Regions from separate parts of the Sus scrofa genome. Here region 2 is linked to region 1. The links are chromatin contacts, called in public HiChIP or PLAC-seq maps. All regions are on one chromosome and are shown on one strand. The core of a region is the stretch at or near the end of the contact, and the rest is flanking DNA. Distances in the headings are between cores, read along the strand shown.

The links. HiChIP or PLAC-seq counts read pairs in DNA pulled down with a chosen protein or histone mark.
Region 2: an H3K27ac HiChIP or PLAC-seq map of skeletal muscle shows a contact between it and region 1, with 3 times the contacts expected there. The contact joins two enhancer-like sites. A contact is called at or near these places in 3 of 47 Hi-C or Micro-C datasets (embryonic fibroblasts, liver and retroperitoneal adipose tissue) and 1 of 2 datasets of contacts at active chromatin or transcription factors (skeletal muscle).

What each region holds. Positions count from the first base shown.
Region 1 is chr15:119,944,229-119,951,581 of Sscrofa11.1, reverse strand. It overlaps TNS1 (tensin-1), which reads left to right. Exons shown (of 36, transcript XM_021075207.1): 36 at 1-3,449. Among named protein-coding and RNA genes, the nearest start is that of TNS1, 200 kb to the left of the region's middle. Within about 2 kb of position 5,836, at least 7 of the 83 cell types and tissues checked have an H3K27ac peak or open chromatin away from gene starts, as enhancers often do. A contact at or near this core is called in skeletal muscle, where this site is marked.
Region 2 is chr15:120,089,554-120,096,516 of Sscrofa11.1, reverse strand. All of the region lies in intron 2 of TNS1 (tensin-1), which reads left to right. Among named protein-coding and RNA genes, the nearest start is that of TNS1, 51 kb to the left of the region's middle. Within about 2 kb of position 1,491, at least 35 of the 83 cell types and tissues checked have an H3K27ac peak or open chromatin away from gene starts, as enhancers often do. A contact at or near this core is called in skeletal muscle, where this site is marked.

The DNA of each region.
Region 1 (7,353 bases), core at 4,587-7,086:
GGCTCATCCTGGGAACCTGCTTCCAGAAGCCCTGCTTGGCGAGGCCCAGGGAGACACCCACAGTTCTTGTGCTCCTTCTGCAAGGGTTTGGAGGTCTGACTTTTGCAGGGCTTCTGCCCAGGGGAGCTGGGCCGAGCTTGGGGTGGGGTGGGGGCTGCCACCTGTACCCCACGTGGCCTGCCTACCATACCAAAGCCTTGCTCCCTCCCCCTTCTGTCTCAGTTTCCTTCCCAGGCCCAGCTGGTGTTGAGCAGAAGGCATATATTTAGGCCAAAGGGCCAAGAGTCCAGCTGGGCAATTGGGAAGCCCCAGAGCCTCACCCGAGGTCTCTAAGCTGGATGGAAAAAGCCACCAGGACTCCATCCTTCAGTAGCTTCTTAAGCCTCTGGGTTCCCTAGAGAGAGGCATTGTACTGATATATAAATATATATAATATATATATGTGAGACATACTGACAGAATCTGTAAGCTAATAAAATATAAGAAAAGGTTAAAAAAAAAAGACTAGGTAAATTGACAGGAAGTATTTATTATTTCCCCATATTGTTTTATTGCCTCCCTGGTGGAAACCAACCCCCATCCTTCTCTCTATGCATAAGCGAAGCCTTTATCCTTGGAGCAATCAGGGGTCTCCTTACCCTGGCCTTGGCCTTCCCTAGACTCTGTCTGAGGCTCAGCGGGGAGGGGAGGGGCGTGCACGTGTTTGAGCCCCTCCACATCCCTTATTTTTGGCAGGCTCGGGCCTGGCTCTCAGTGCCCAGAGATGCAGAGATGAGAGGGGAGCTGCCCGCCGCCCCATGGGGCCCAAGCGGGTGTGGGAGCCGGGCAGGGGTGGGGGGGCTGGTGTGACATGGGTGTGCATGGTGGGTGTGGGTGACCTGTGCGTCTTGCATTTTTTTCTCTTCCGAGAAGCTGTTATCTGTGCGGTTGTTGTGTTTTAGGGAGTTGGAAAGGAGAGCATCTGAGGGACCAGCTGCATTCCCCCCCACCGCCAGCCACTTCCCAAAGGCTGAAACCGCGTTCTCAGTGAACCAGGTCCTCCCAAGTGCTCTTCCTTCTGAGGCCTTCAAGCCACGTACCCTGATCTCCCCTCTCTCATGCCCCGTCTAACCCCAGCTCTCCCCAGACAGAAAAAGGATGTTCCCTCCCACTTTCTTTGTAAATATCTTCATCTCCCACTGGACAGCCCCGGGGACTCTCTCCTCCTGGTCTGGACGGCCAGGCGGAGCCTCGGACCCTTCGGGCGTCTGGGGTCAGTCTTCGCATTACTTTCCCACCGCCCACCAGCAGCCGCCCTCCCGGCACGGCCATCCCGCCGCACTCAGGCCTGAGCTGTGTGTGACCCCAGGAAGGATCAATTTCCTAGAGCTTGGCCTGTCCAGAGGAATGTTGGGGATGGGTACCCCAGGCCCCAGCATGGCCTCACCTGGGGCTCAGACACTGCTTGGGAAGACACTGTAACCCTCCCGTGTCTCACGGATTAAGCCCGTGCGCACGCGCGCGTGCGCACACACACACACGTTCACACACATACACACACCACCACAACACTGTAGCATATTCTTGCCAAAGATTTCCTTTAAAAGAAAGCACTTTTAGTCATTTTTGTTATTATTTTGTAAATGTGTACCCTTTTTTCTCCCCTCCCCTTCCCCCATGTTTTGGGCTGTTGTTTATTGTTGAATCTGTTTGTCAGCCAGGAGAGTGCCTTCTAGTCTTGAAAACGGGCTGGGGATGGGAGATTGGAAGAGGGCCTGGGAGTTGCTGGCAGGAAAGAGCCAGAGAGGAGAGAGGCCCCGGCCGGCTTGTGCCGCAGCGAGGCAGACCTCAGGCAGGCTCAGGCCCCAACGCCAGGCCCAGCCTACCTCTTGCCGTGCAGCCAGGCCTCTGAGTATGGTGTCTGCAGGGAAGGCAGTGACATCAGCAGGGAGAGAGGACTAGCAGGGTCCATGTGGCCCTTCCCGGCTGGAGCCAGAGGGGAGGGGAAGGCATGGGAATGACGGAGACGTGACCTGGAGGGGAGATGAGGAGGAGGGGAGCTGGATGAGCAAGCTCCGGGGGGAGTGGACTGCCCTGGCCCCACAGTATCCTGGCTCCCTCATTCAGCCGTCCAGCCAGGTGATCTGGGGACAGGTGATTGTCCCAGGTTGGGGAAAGGCCCTTTGATCCTGATGCTCATTGGAGCTTCTCCTGTAGCAGCTCCAAATACTTGAGGACTATAAGGGTCCCTCTCCCCTGGCAGGGTTTTGGGGGATCCCTGGGTGTATCAGAGACAGGCAGGATGGGGATGGTGTCTGGTGGCTGAGTGACTATAAGAGGGAGCCTTTGTAAAGGCTCTCAGGAGGGAGGGAGAGGAACTGGGCATTCTTCTGTCCCACTTGGATGGGCCGGGCAGAGGCTGGGGCTGTGGATGCATCTGTCACCAAAACAGTATCTGTGCCCCACTTTCTCCTCCTCACTGAGGTTCATCCACCACCCCTGTCTCCTGGGTCTTCTCCCCTTCTTTGGTTTTTCCCAGCTTCAGGATCGGGATGATCAAGGGGCAGGGGTGGGGGGTGGGTCACTGCCCTTTCTAAGGGCTGCTCCAGTCCCAACATCTCCCATCTTCGGGATCCTTGGAGGGGCTGGGGGCAGTCCTGGGGCCACACTTCACCCAGGCCCAGGCCCTGAAATCCTGAGACTGGAGTCCCCCTGCCAGTGGTAACACAGGACGTGTGCGTGCGCGTGTGCAAGTGTGGGTGTGTGTGCGTATTTGGCTCGTCTCTTTAGGGAATTTGGGAGTTGGGTCAGAGGTGGTGGGTGATGGATGTCAAGTTCACTAGCACCCAGTAGAGAAAGGAATCCGGAGGCGAGGCCTCTAGGGCCCCGGTTGGGGGAGAATCTCAGTGCTGGCGATGGATGGCGGGGATGGGCCACACCAGGTGGCACTCCTCTGTCCTCAGATGTCCCAAAGGTTGGAGGACCTCTCTGTTCACTTCCCACACCGGGGCTCTTCGCAGCGGCGAGCTGACCGGAGCAGGCTAGGCCACTTTTGTTTCTAATCAGTGTGCAAGGGTTTGAGGCTCTCCTGTGTGTCCACACGTGCAAGAGAGCCCATCTGTGCACGCGTGCTGTGTTTCCCCACTTCTCTCCTCTCCCACATGTCCTTCAAAACAGATGTAAGAAATTCCTTCCCCCCCCTCCCCCCACCTCCAGGCCCTCGGCAGGAGAAACAGAATAACCTAGCATCCTCCCCAACCTCTGGCTGTGTATTTATACAGATGGAAATATACTTTCTATTTTGTTATCATCGTGCCTAGAACTCTGCCACCTTGTATAAACCCTAATGTATGCTACTTACTGGATATGAATGTATTGTACACTGAGGCTGTCCCGCTCCTGTACAGCTGCTTCGTTTCTTTGCGATCCATCGTATGGCTTTATACATGATAAAGTGAAAGAAAAATCAGTGCCATTATGTAGCTGTGTTGTTTGGAAAGGGGGACTGTCAGCTCTCCAGTGGGCGGAAGGGGCCTCGGCCAGGCTCTGGGTGCGTGGTGGGCTTCCCCAAATCCTCCCAGCCGCTTGCCTACCTACCATCCAGGTCGTGGGTCTGCTTACGATGAGTTTTTCATCTGGATTCTTTTAGCTAGAAAAGAAACTCAACTCAACATGGTTTAATGGGGTGGGGGGAGGAGAAAAAGGAATCGAGTGGGACATGTGACCAAGAAGTCCAAGCACAGCTGGATCCAAGAGCTCAAATGGCAGAATCAGGAATTTGGCTCTATTACCTGGTTCTGAGTTGGCTGAGTTCTCAGGCAGACTCTCTCCCAGTGGCGGTACCACCGGATGCTCCAGAATATGGCCCCTCGAGGCCTCAGGCTCTCTTCCTACCACTAAAAAGCTCCTTTTTTTTTTTTTTCTCCCCAGTGTTGTCAACAAAGACCTGGGACAAATGCTCATGGGCTCTGATAGACCCTGCTTGGGTCCTGTGACTAATTCGGAACCAAGGGTTCCATCTAGATCTGGGTCACGTGATGGCTTCTGGAGCCTTCTGAACCACAGAGATGGAGAATGGGGCGGTAGCTGGTCCCTGATGAGCTGGGGTTTCTCAGAGGCAGGGGGAAGAGAGGCTGCCAGGCAGAACCCATGACTGCCCATCGGATGGCCCGTGGGCATCTCACTTGGACCCCGGGCCCAGTGGTCCTGGGTGGATTCCTTGCAATTCAGGAAGTTTGAGATGAGGCACACCTAGCGCAGTGCAGGGTTCCTGGGGAGATGGCAAATAAACACATGCCACAGCTGCGGTTCCCCATCGAGTTGTTTTGAGCTCCGATGAGCTGATATGGTGAGCGTGTGCTGAGACCCCCATGGGGCCAGCATAGTGAGTACCGAGGGCAGCTCCTCCAACTGTTTGGTCCCAGGACTCCTTTACATTCGGTTTTCCTTCCTTCCTTTTTTTTTTTTTTTTTGTTGGCCTTTCAGGGCCACATCCACAGCATAGAGAAGTTCCCAGGCTAGGGGTTGAATCAGAACTGCAGCTGACAGCCTACACCACAGCCACAGCAGTGCCAGATCCAAGCCATGTCTATGACTTAGACCACAGCTCACGGCAACGCCAGATCCTTAAGCCACTGAGCCAGGCCAGGGATTGAACTCGCATCCTTATGGATACTAGCTGGATTTGTTATCGCTGAGCCACAGCGGGAACTCCAACGTTCTTAAAAGTTATTGAGGACCCCAAAGAGCTTTTATTCATATGGTTTCTACTTTCCATACTCACCATATTATAAATTAAACCAGAACATTTCAAAAGTGTGTATCAATTCACTTCCCCAGCACTATTAAACTCACCACATGTTAATGCTTTTATGAAAAATGATATTTTCTAAAATAAAAAAGATCAGGTGAGAAGGGTAACACCGTTTTGCATTTTTGAAAAGCTTCCTTCATGCCTGGCTTAACAGAAGCCAGCTGGGTTCTCCTATGTGCTCCTGCACTCACTGTGTTGTGATATCACACGTGTGCCTCTGGAAGACCCCACCACACACTCGTGGGAAAATGAGGGTGAAAAAGGCAAATAACAGGTTAGTATTATGAAGAAATTAGGTTTGATAAGTTTTGACTTCACACAACCTCTGAAAGGGTCTCAGGGATCGCTGGGGTCCCGGTCTGTGCTTTGAAAACTGCCGCTCTAAGGGACCAGGACACAGGGAGCAGAAACACCCCGCCTGTGATAGAGGATTAACACCCATCGCACCCCCTCTGTGTGCCAGGCTTCATCCTGTCTAATGTTCCTAATGAACCCACGAGGCAGATGTTGTTACCATGCCAAGTGACAAACAAGGAAACTGAGGCCGCAAGAGGTCATTTAGCTTCTAAGTGGCAGAGCTGGTGCTTGTCACTACTGGTGACAGCTGGCATTCCTCACACCCTCTAAGTGCCAGGGATGGCGCTGAGCACATACGTGTATTTTCTCAAGCCACTTACCCGGAGAGATAAGGGCGCTGTCCTTGTCTTCATTTTACGGAGAAGGCAACTGAGGTTCAAAGGAGTTCAGAGATTGCTGGAAATCACAAAGCTGCTAAGTGGCAGAGCCAGGCTACGAGCATAGGCTGAGCTGACTTCTCAGTCCACGCCCTTCCCAGCTCACGCCTCTCGCTCTGCTCCCTGGCTGTGCCACAGAAGGGAAAGACAGACTCTGATGAGGGATGGGCAGACAGGAGAGCAAACCGACAGCTTTAGTCAGGAGGTCAAGGGCTGGGCAGTGGTGCTGGTTTCCCCTGGGTGGCCCAGGGCTCTGGCTGTGTGATGGGGTAGGGCACCTTCGATGCCCCCTAGCTGTGCAGTCAGGTGAACACCTCAGGCTGGTCATGGTGCAGGGGAGGAGAGCCAGGCTAGGACCTGTGTGTGGGGCTGATCTAGCCTGTCTTCCAGGGGACTGCACAGTGAGGCAGGGTGGGGGCCAGCTGTGCTCCCAGTGCCCTTAGGACGGGAGAATGGGCTAGGGCTGCAGCGGAAGCCGGTGAGGAAGTGAGTGCTCACCACTTACCTTATTATACTGAATAAGGTGTGTTTTTTTTTTGTTTGTTTGTTTTTAACACTGCATCTGAGGCATATCAAAGTTCCCAGGCTAGGGGTTGAATCAGAGCTGTAGCTGCTGGCCTATATCACAGCCACAGCACCTTGGGATGGGAGCTCAGTCTGCGACCTGCACCACAGCTCACGGCAATGCCAGATCCTTAACCCACTGACTGGAGCCAGGGACTGAACCCATGTCCTCATGGATACTAGTCAGGTTCATTACCACTGAGCCACAACGAGAACTCCAAGGACATTTTCATTTCCTGTAAAAAAGTGTGGTCCAGGCACTGCCAGCATCAGCATCCCCTGGGGATTATTAGGAAGGCAGACCCTCTGGTCCCATCTCAGAGCAGATCAGAACCTGTGCTTTAACAAGAACCTCAGGAAGCCTGCACGGGTGCTGAAGTCCGAGCAGACTGGGTGGGTATCACACAGCTGCACTTGACCCTGGGCCCGAGATGCTGAGCCTGGACTTGCCTCAGCACCCCTGGGAAGGTCAAGACTGCAGCACTCTTGTCTGGGTCCCTACTGGAGATGAGCGGCCACAGGCCTCACCTCAAGGCCCGTCCTGCTGACAGGGTTCTGGAGCCTTCGCAGAGACTGGGGCCAGGCGGGATGAGGCCTGACCCTGCTGAACTGGAACTCCAGTTGCAGCAGATGTGCAGGGTGTGAGCAGAGTCTGACCTGGGAAGAGGCAGGAACATGAGGTGAAGGTGGAGGGGCAGAGAGATGAGGCTGGGGCCAGAGGTGAGGAGTCAGTCTCAGACTTGGCTGAGAGTACCAAAGCTTGAGTCCCACCCAGAGGTTCCCCGTGACTCTGTCGGAGGTCCCGCTGGGGGGCTGGGATTTTTTTCTTCTCTCCCCAGGAATTCTACAGGCAGTTAGGGCACAGAACCTCTCCCTAAATGCACTCTTCCGTGGCAGGTGTATCTGCACTAGAGATGGGTAGGGAGGAGAGCAGAGGGGGACAAGTCCCCAAGGACAGTCCTTCTCCATGTTCCTTCCTCTGCAGGTGGGAGGAGGCTGGCCGAATGTCTCTTCTTGAACCCAGGGCTGACTCTACCCCAGTCACCCTAAGGGAACATGGCCTCTAGGGCCTATAGGCAGACAATGGTGGGAAGGGAAGGGCTTGGAAAATCTAAATCCAGGGGCTCTGGAATTCCTTCTCAAGGATCTTAGAGCAAAGCCTGCCTTCCCCTTTTAAAGAAATGGCTTTTCCTCATTAGTTGGTGAAAATGACTATTAGTCTCAGCAGTTTCTAAGCAGTTCAAAATATGGAAAGGATATAGA
Region 2 (6,963 bases), core at 242-2,741, 150 kb before region 1:
TCAGCCCAGAGGAAAAAAGCAAGGATTTTTACCCCACATTTGACAGATAAGGGGAGAAACGGGTTCAGAGTAAGATCTCCAGTCACAAAATGAGTTGGAAACAGCAGGAAGCAGAGCAGTTTCCCAAAGTTGGGAGTTGCAGTTATTATTATTGTCTCACCAACCATCCTTCTCCACCCACTCATCCTCGGGCCATTTCTCTCCAGCAGTGTTTCTTCCGTGGGGTCCTGGACCTCTTGGCATCCTGCCCTCTTCCCCCACCTCTGCTCCGAAAGCCCTCCGCCCCTCCCTGAGGGTCCCCAGGGAGGCAGCTGAGCCAGTGGCCGAAGGGGGAGGGCACTCTTCTTGGCATGCCATGCCCAGGCATATGTGCCCTGCCACCAAGCCAGCGAGCGGGGAGCTGGAGCCGGGGAGCTGGGCGTAAGGGCCCTGGCTGAGTGCTTCAGGGGTTAAAGGAGGCGGCGGGGCGGACCGCTGGCCGGAGCCGGGGATGGGGGAAGGAGGCGGTGCGCCCAATAGCCCGGCCCGCCGGCTGCCAGGGGAGGGAGCCGGGCGAGCAGCGCCCTCGTTCAGTTGCTCCCAGCAGTGGCCCTGGGACCAGCTCCGCTGCCTGTGCCTGCTCCCCGCCCGCCCGGACACAAGGCTCACTCGCACCCTCCTCTCGGCAACCAGCTTCTTGCCAGCCACAGCCGCTGCCCCCTCACTGCCCACTGCCCCCGTCCTGTGAGCCCAGACACCCACCCCACCCAGTGGCTCCTCTGCCGGAAAGGTGAGTGTGGCGTCGGGTGTGCGTGCTGGCGTGAGAGAGACGCTCTCGCTCTTGGCCCTGATGCTGTCAGGACCTCCGATCAGGGCGTAAGTTAGGGGAGGAGGGAGGTCAGCCCGTCTGGTCACAAGCCTCTGGGCTAGGTAGCCCCTCCGGACCAACCTGTCCATCCCTGAGGTCAGCGTCTGGTTCTGGCAGCGATGTCTGGGGCGCGGTTGTCCCTGCTCAGGGGAGAGACCAGTCAGAAGGAGTTTTGTTTGCTGGAGAAGTTGTGTGTCTCTGGCTGCTTGAGACTGAGGCCAGCAGGGGTGAGTGGGGAGGGACGAACTGACCAAGGTTGGGGGAGGCTGCGGTCTCGAGTCGCTAGGGTCCCTTCCTCTACCTGCCTGCCATCATTGGACTGCCTGGGGGAGAAGACCAGGGCACAGGTGTGGGCATTCTTGCCCCCTTCCCTCCTTTCCCCGCCACGGGATGGAGCTGTTACTGGGCACCATCCTCCCCTTAGGGCTCGTCTTACTCCCATCCCTCATCAACCAAGAGGCAGCTGCGGTGGAGAGTTTGGCAGGCCTGGAAAGGTCCGGGCCCCCTGCCTTATGCCCCTCAGCGTGTGTCCATGCGCCTTTGCCCATGGGCACAGGCTGGCATGTGTTCCCACTGCTGCCCTCCCCCAGCCAGCGCTCTTACTCCTTCCTGACCCCTCTGGGCAGAAATAGCTAATCCAGGTGGTTAATGAACAGACACATGCAGCTGCCTTTCCCCCTCCCCTTCCTCACTCCTCACTGCTCGCCTCCTGCCCAGACCCTCTGATACCCTGCCTGCCAGTTGTTCCTGCTGGAGCATCCATGCAGGGCCAACCTCGGCGTCTGTCCCCCCACCCCTACCCCCCGCCCCAGTCCCCAAGTTCAGGACCAGGGCCAGGACTGCCCGCCCAGATGTTTTTAGGTTAACTACTGTCTTCGAAGAGGAAACGGGGAGGGTGGTGACCAAGGGGTGACCAAGAGAAGCCTGCTGAGCTCCCAGTCGGGCTGGGCTCCCTGCAGGGGGTGGGATGGAGTTAGGGGACAGGATGGGTGCTGGGTAGGGAAGGAGTTAGTCTGGGAGGGCAGGACAGGAGGTTGTGGGGTGAGGCTAAGGGGGGCACTGGAAATGAGGATGCCGGAGTCTTTGGGGACAGGGGCTTCTATTCTGGAAGCCTCAGCGTCCCTTTCATGTGGCACAGCCAAGCCCAGAGGTTCATGAGGGTGTGGGGAGAGCACCCTTTCTCCTTTGGTCTCTGCTGGGCCCCTTCCTGAAGCTGCCTGGGTCGGGTGGGGACCCCTTGGGCTCAGACGTGGCCTTAAGTTGCTCCTACCCCTGCCAGCTGGCAGCTCCTCCAGTTTCCCCCACCCTCGAGCTGCCCTAGCACCTCAAACCTTGCTAGAGCTAAGGCACCCTCTGCTCTGACCCCTCTGGCCTAGGGGTGCAGGAGGGAGGCCTTGGACCTGGCTCTGGATGAGGAGCTGGATGGAGAGCTCTGAAGTGGATCAGTGCTGGGATCCAGCTTGCGGTTGGCCTTGACTCTGCTTTCCGTAGAGGATACCACGGGCCAGGGCCTAGGAGGGTCTCAGCTAGTTCAATAGGCAGGACTAGGAGCCAGAACTTTGATGCAGAGCTGAGAAGTCTTGGGAGGCAACCTGGGAACCCTCTGCTTCCAAATCCCCGGCCTTGAACCTGTCCGGCTTTCCTTCCTGATCCCTTATCCCAAGCTTCATACTTCACTTCCCTCAAAACTCCAGGTCAGACTCTCCCCATAGGGGCTGCGGGGTCCAGAACTGTAAACACAGGGAGCTGGTGGCTGGGGTGGGGAGGTGCTGGGGTGGGGTGGGGTGCAGAGGAGTTCAGAGACGAAGTTACTGTTCGGTGACCATCTTCTCATTGCCGGTGGACTGTGGCTGAAGCTTCGGCATTTGGGAACACTCAGTGTGCAAAGTAGGACGTCAGAGGAGGACTCAAAGGGGCAGAATGGATTTTTGTTTGATGAAGGAAGCTCAGCTCGGTTTAATGAAGGGCTTTCCAGCAAGCCTGGTGGGTCCGTAGTAGAACTGGCTGCCTTGTAAGGTAGTGAGAATCCCGTCGAGGGGGGGAGTTTAGACAGAGGCTGGACAACAGCTTGTAAGGATTCCTGAGCTGGGATGTGGTTGGAAGGGTTGACCTTGAAGGTCTCCTGGGATGTTGAGGTCCTGGGATTCTTGGAGTCGGAGAATTCTCTGACACCCAGTTCAGGGAGCAGGAAGGCAGTGGCCTCTGGCCTGGGGTGTGGGCACAAACAGGACGTCAAGGTCCTCCTCCTCCCAACCAGTGTTTGGGGAACAGAGAGCCGGCTGCTCTGCATCGAGCCCATTGCTCAATGGCTCCCCAGGTCTGCTTCAGCTGCTTCCTGCAAGGAGTTTCTTCCGATTCCTCTTGTCCTGCTCCTTGCCCTGTTGGTTAACTCCACAAGGGCTGGAGTAGACCTGTGCGCTGAGGGCTTGGTGTGGAATGGAGAGGGCAGAAGCCCTGCCAACCTTGACACCTGCTGCTCCCACCCTGCAGTGAGAGTCCAGTCCCGGCTCCTCCTCCAGGTGGTAGCTGGGGGTAGTGGGGGAGAAGGGGGTGTGCTGTGGGAGTGGGCAGGGGGGCTTTCCTCGGCCAGCCTGGAGGTGGTAGCCAAGATCTGGGATGCAAAATACACGGGGGCTGCTCTTCTCTCAGCCTCAGCGTGCGGATATAAAATAATACAGGATTGTCAGGGCCGCTAGAAGTGGTTTGTGTAACTCACCGCTGGGGGTACAGGCCAAGGGCGTTGTTCTCAAGGGCCTCTCTGAAGCATGAGAGGAGCCAGCCACCTGCTCCTGCTCCCCCTCACCCCCCCCGCCACCTCTCCAGACCTGTTTTCCAAGGTTGGGGGGGCGGTTGCTCAGGGAGCAGAGAGGAGAGGCAAGGTGGGGATGGGGTTCAAGATTTCTGAACACCAAGCCCTGGGAAGCTTGGGCTTCCCTTGATGGGATGTCAAGGTGGGCTTCTGGGGTGAGCTCCAGATCCACACTAGGTGTCCCAGCCTGCCTCTCCTTACAGCCCCCCCTTTCTGGGGGCCCTGTGGGCCCTGAGGATGAAGTCCTTTCTGCTAACTTCAGTACCCTGGGACCAGATGAGGCTGCTTAATTAGGACACTCCTTCCTCTGATCCGACAGGGACCCGATGGGAGGGGCAGGAAGGTGAGGTGTTTCATGTGCCCTTGACCCTGGAGCAGGCATGGTCGGAGCTGGGGTAGCCAGCAAAGGCTTTCAGCTGCAGCTGCTCTGTCTTCTTGGCTTATTTCCAGGGCCATGAGTCTCTTTCACCTCAGAAAGGGAAACTGAGGCCCAGTTGCGGGATGTGTGTTGAAGGGGGCGGAGGAAAGCCCTCCCAGTTACCAGACTCTAAAAAAAGCAAACCAGAATTGGGAGTTGCCAAAGTTCTCGTTGTGGCTTATCTTAAGTGACTTATTGAGTTGAGAACCCAACGTGATTTCCAACATAGAGTCCATGAGGATGTGGGTTCGATCCCTGGCCTCAGTGGGTTAAGGATCTGGTGTTGCCACAAGCTTCGGTGTAGGTGGTAGATGTGGCTCACATCTGCGGTGTAGGCCAGCAGCTGCAGCTCCAATTTGACCCCTAGCCTGGGAACTTCTATATGCTAGGGCTGTAAAAAGAAGAAAAAAATAAATTAAATGGGGAGTTCCCTTCATGGCTCAGCGGTTAATGAACCTGACTAGGATCCATACGGATGTGGGTTTGATCCCTGGCCTCGCTCAGTGGGTTATGGATCTGGCGTTGCCCTGAGATGGAAAGAAATGGGAGGTTAAAAGAACGAGGTGCGGTATAATGAAAGTATTCATGTACATAAAAGAAAGAAAGAAAAGAAATGCGAGTGATGCTATAGGAAGGAGAGTATGTTTTGGGGAGACTGGAGGGGACATTTGTCCCCAGGGTCGACCCCTCACAGCCCTGGTCTTAGCTTTCAAAGCTATTAGGTGTGCAGAGGAGTGGGCACCAGTGAGCTGGAACAAGGGTAGTGGGGGTGGCAAGGCTGCCAGTCTCGTGGGCCCTGCCTTCTCCCTGGGTGCCCCCTCCATTATGCACGGGCACGCGCGGCTCTCCCCTCCTTCCTTCTCTCCAATGGCCTGAAACACTTTCCCATCTCGGGTGGGGGTGGGGTGCGCTGAACACACAGCTGGGTCCCTGACCTGTTTCTACCCAGGTCGGTGGCCTGGACCATCTTCCTACTTGTCCATACTTTGCTCTCCCTCGGGGAGGGGGGTTGGTTTCCATGGAGCTGGAGCTTGGGTGGGGTGGGGCAGGTAGGTGGGCCCAAGCCAGTCCCTGGCACTGCCTCCTCCACGGTTAGTCTGGGCTCTGTCATCCCTGCCTTTTTAGGGCTGGAAGCCTGTAGCTCAGGCCTGGGTGTTCCGGGAAGCAGAGAGGCACCAGCCCAGAAGGGTGGAGTCTCAGGAGCTGATGGGGCTTGAGGGCCTATGGGAGGACCCGAGTGGAATCCTGTCCTTCTGCCATGGCAGAGCGGGGCTGGTCCCTGTCCTGGTTCACATCCCCCAGGAAACTTCCCAGGCCTTCTCCAGCAGAGAATACAGGACCCCTCAGTTTTCCCGGCTCCTGTAAGCTTCCTGTGTGCTCACCTCTCTTCTAGCTGGATCGCAAGTTCCTTGAGGGCAGGCCTGTGCCATTTGCCTCCCTGGTGATCCCTGCTATGCTTGGCAGAGTGCTGCTTTGCATGAGTCGACTGACTAATGAGGGGCCGAGGGGCGAGGGTTTTATACAATTTAAAATTTAAAAGAACAATTTTATTCTTTAATATAATCTTTAAAGGTTACATTCCGTTGACAGTTACTATAAACTATTGGCTATATTCCTTGTGTTGTACACTGCATCTTTGTAGCTTTCCTTACACCCAAAGGTTTGTCCCTCCCACACCCCCGCCCCTCTAACACCCTTCCCCCTACCAGTGGTTTGTTCTCTGTGAGTCTGCTTCTTTTTTTTATTATCGTCACTGGTTTGTTTGAAGTTTTAGATTCCACATATAAGTGATATCGTACGGTATTTGTCTTTCTCTGTCTCACTTATTTCGCTAAGCATAATGCCCTAGAAATTTTTTTTTCTTTTTCTTTTTAGGGCCACACCTGTGGGATATGGCACGTCCCAGGCTAGGTGTTGAATCAGAGCTGCCGCTTGTGGCAATGCCAGATCCTTAACCCACTAAGTGAGGCCAGGGATCGAACCTGCATCCTCATGGACCCTATGTTGGGTTCTGAACCCGCTAAGCTGCCATGGGAACCCTATACCCCAGATGTTAAGAGGATCAAATGAGTTAGTTTGAAGAGTACCTGGCACATAGTAAGTGCTCAGTAAATGTTCATAATTATTGGTGGTGGTGGTGGGGTCCTTCCAGGAGCCCAACTCTGAGTTGACCCTCTTGTCTTCTGTTGCCGTGATTCTACCCCTGAGACGGGAGGGTTATGGGACCAGAGAGTGGAGGAGGCGGTGGACCCTCAAAGGGTGGTAGCATCAGAGCGTAGAGGAGAGACTTCCTTTCCCTGACTATCCTTGTCTCTCTCTGTGACTGGGGGGAGGTGAGGAGATAAGGGGACCTCTCAGAACCTTCTCTGCCCGGGAGCCATGCAGACTGTGTTTATGGAGGACTCTGAGAATGCTGCCATCACTGTAAACAAGATGCATTACTATAAACCAGCCCAGGCTCCCCTTCTTGGCTCCCATCCCATTCCTAGATGAGAGTCACCAAATCAGAGTCTCCCAGGCCCAGCAAGAACATGGCCTGGCCTCCAGGAATCCCACTCTGGACCTCCAGGCAAGCGACTCTGGACCATGGGCTACACCCACAGGGGTAGCATCTACACTTGAAAGTGAGATTCCCCAAATAATGCTGCAAATTGCTGTGTCTTATACCTTTCGGTCTCTCTGAAGTCTAACCTGCATCCCTCTTGCTGCAGCTGTAGTTCTGTCCCTTGTTGGTAGGTGTGGGGGAGAGCCGCGCCCAGCCCTTCCTGCATGTCAAGTAGCTGGGAGCTTTGACCCCTTCCTAGGAGCAGGCTCCTGGCCGCGCTCCCTCTCCATCCCAGGCCTCTCTGGGGTCCTCTGCTTTCCGGTGCCCCTGATGTTCCTCATTAG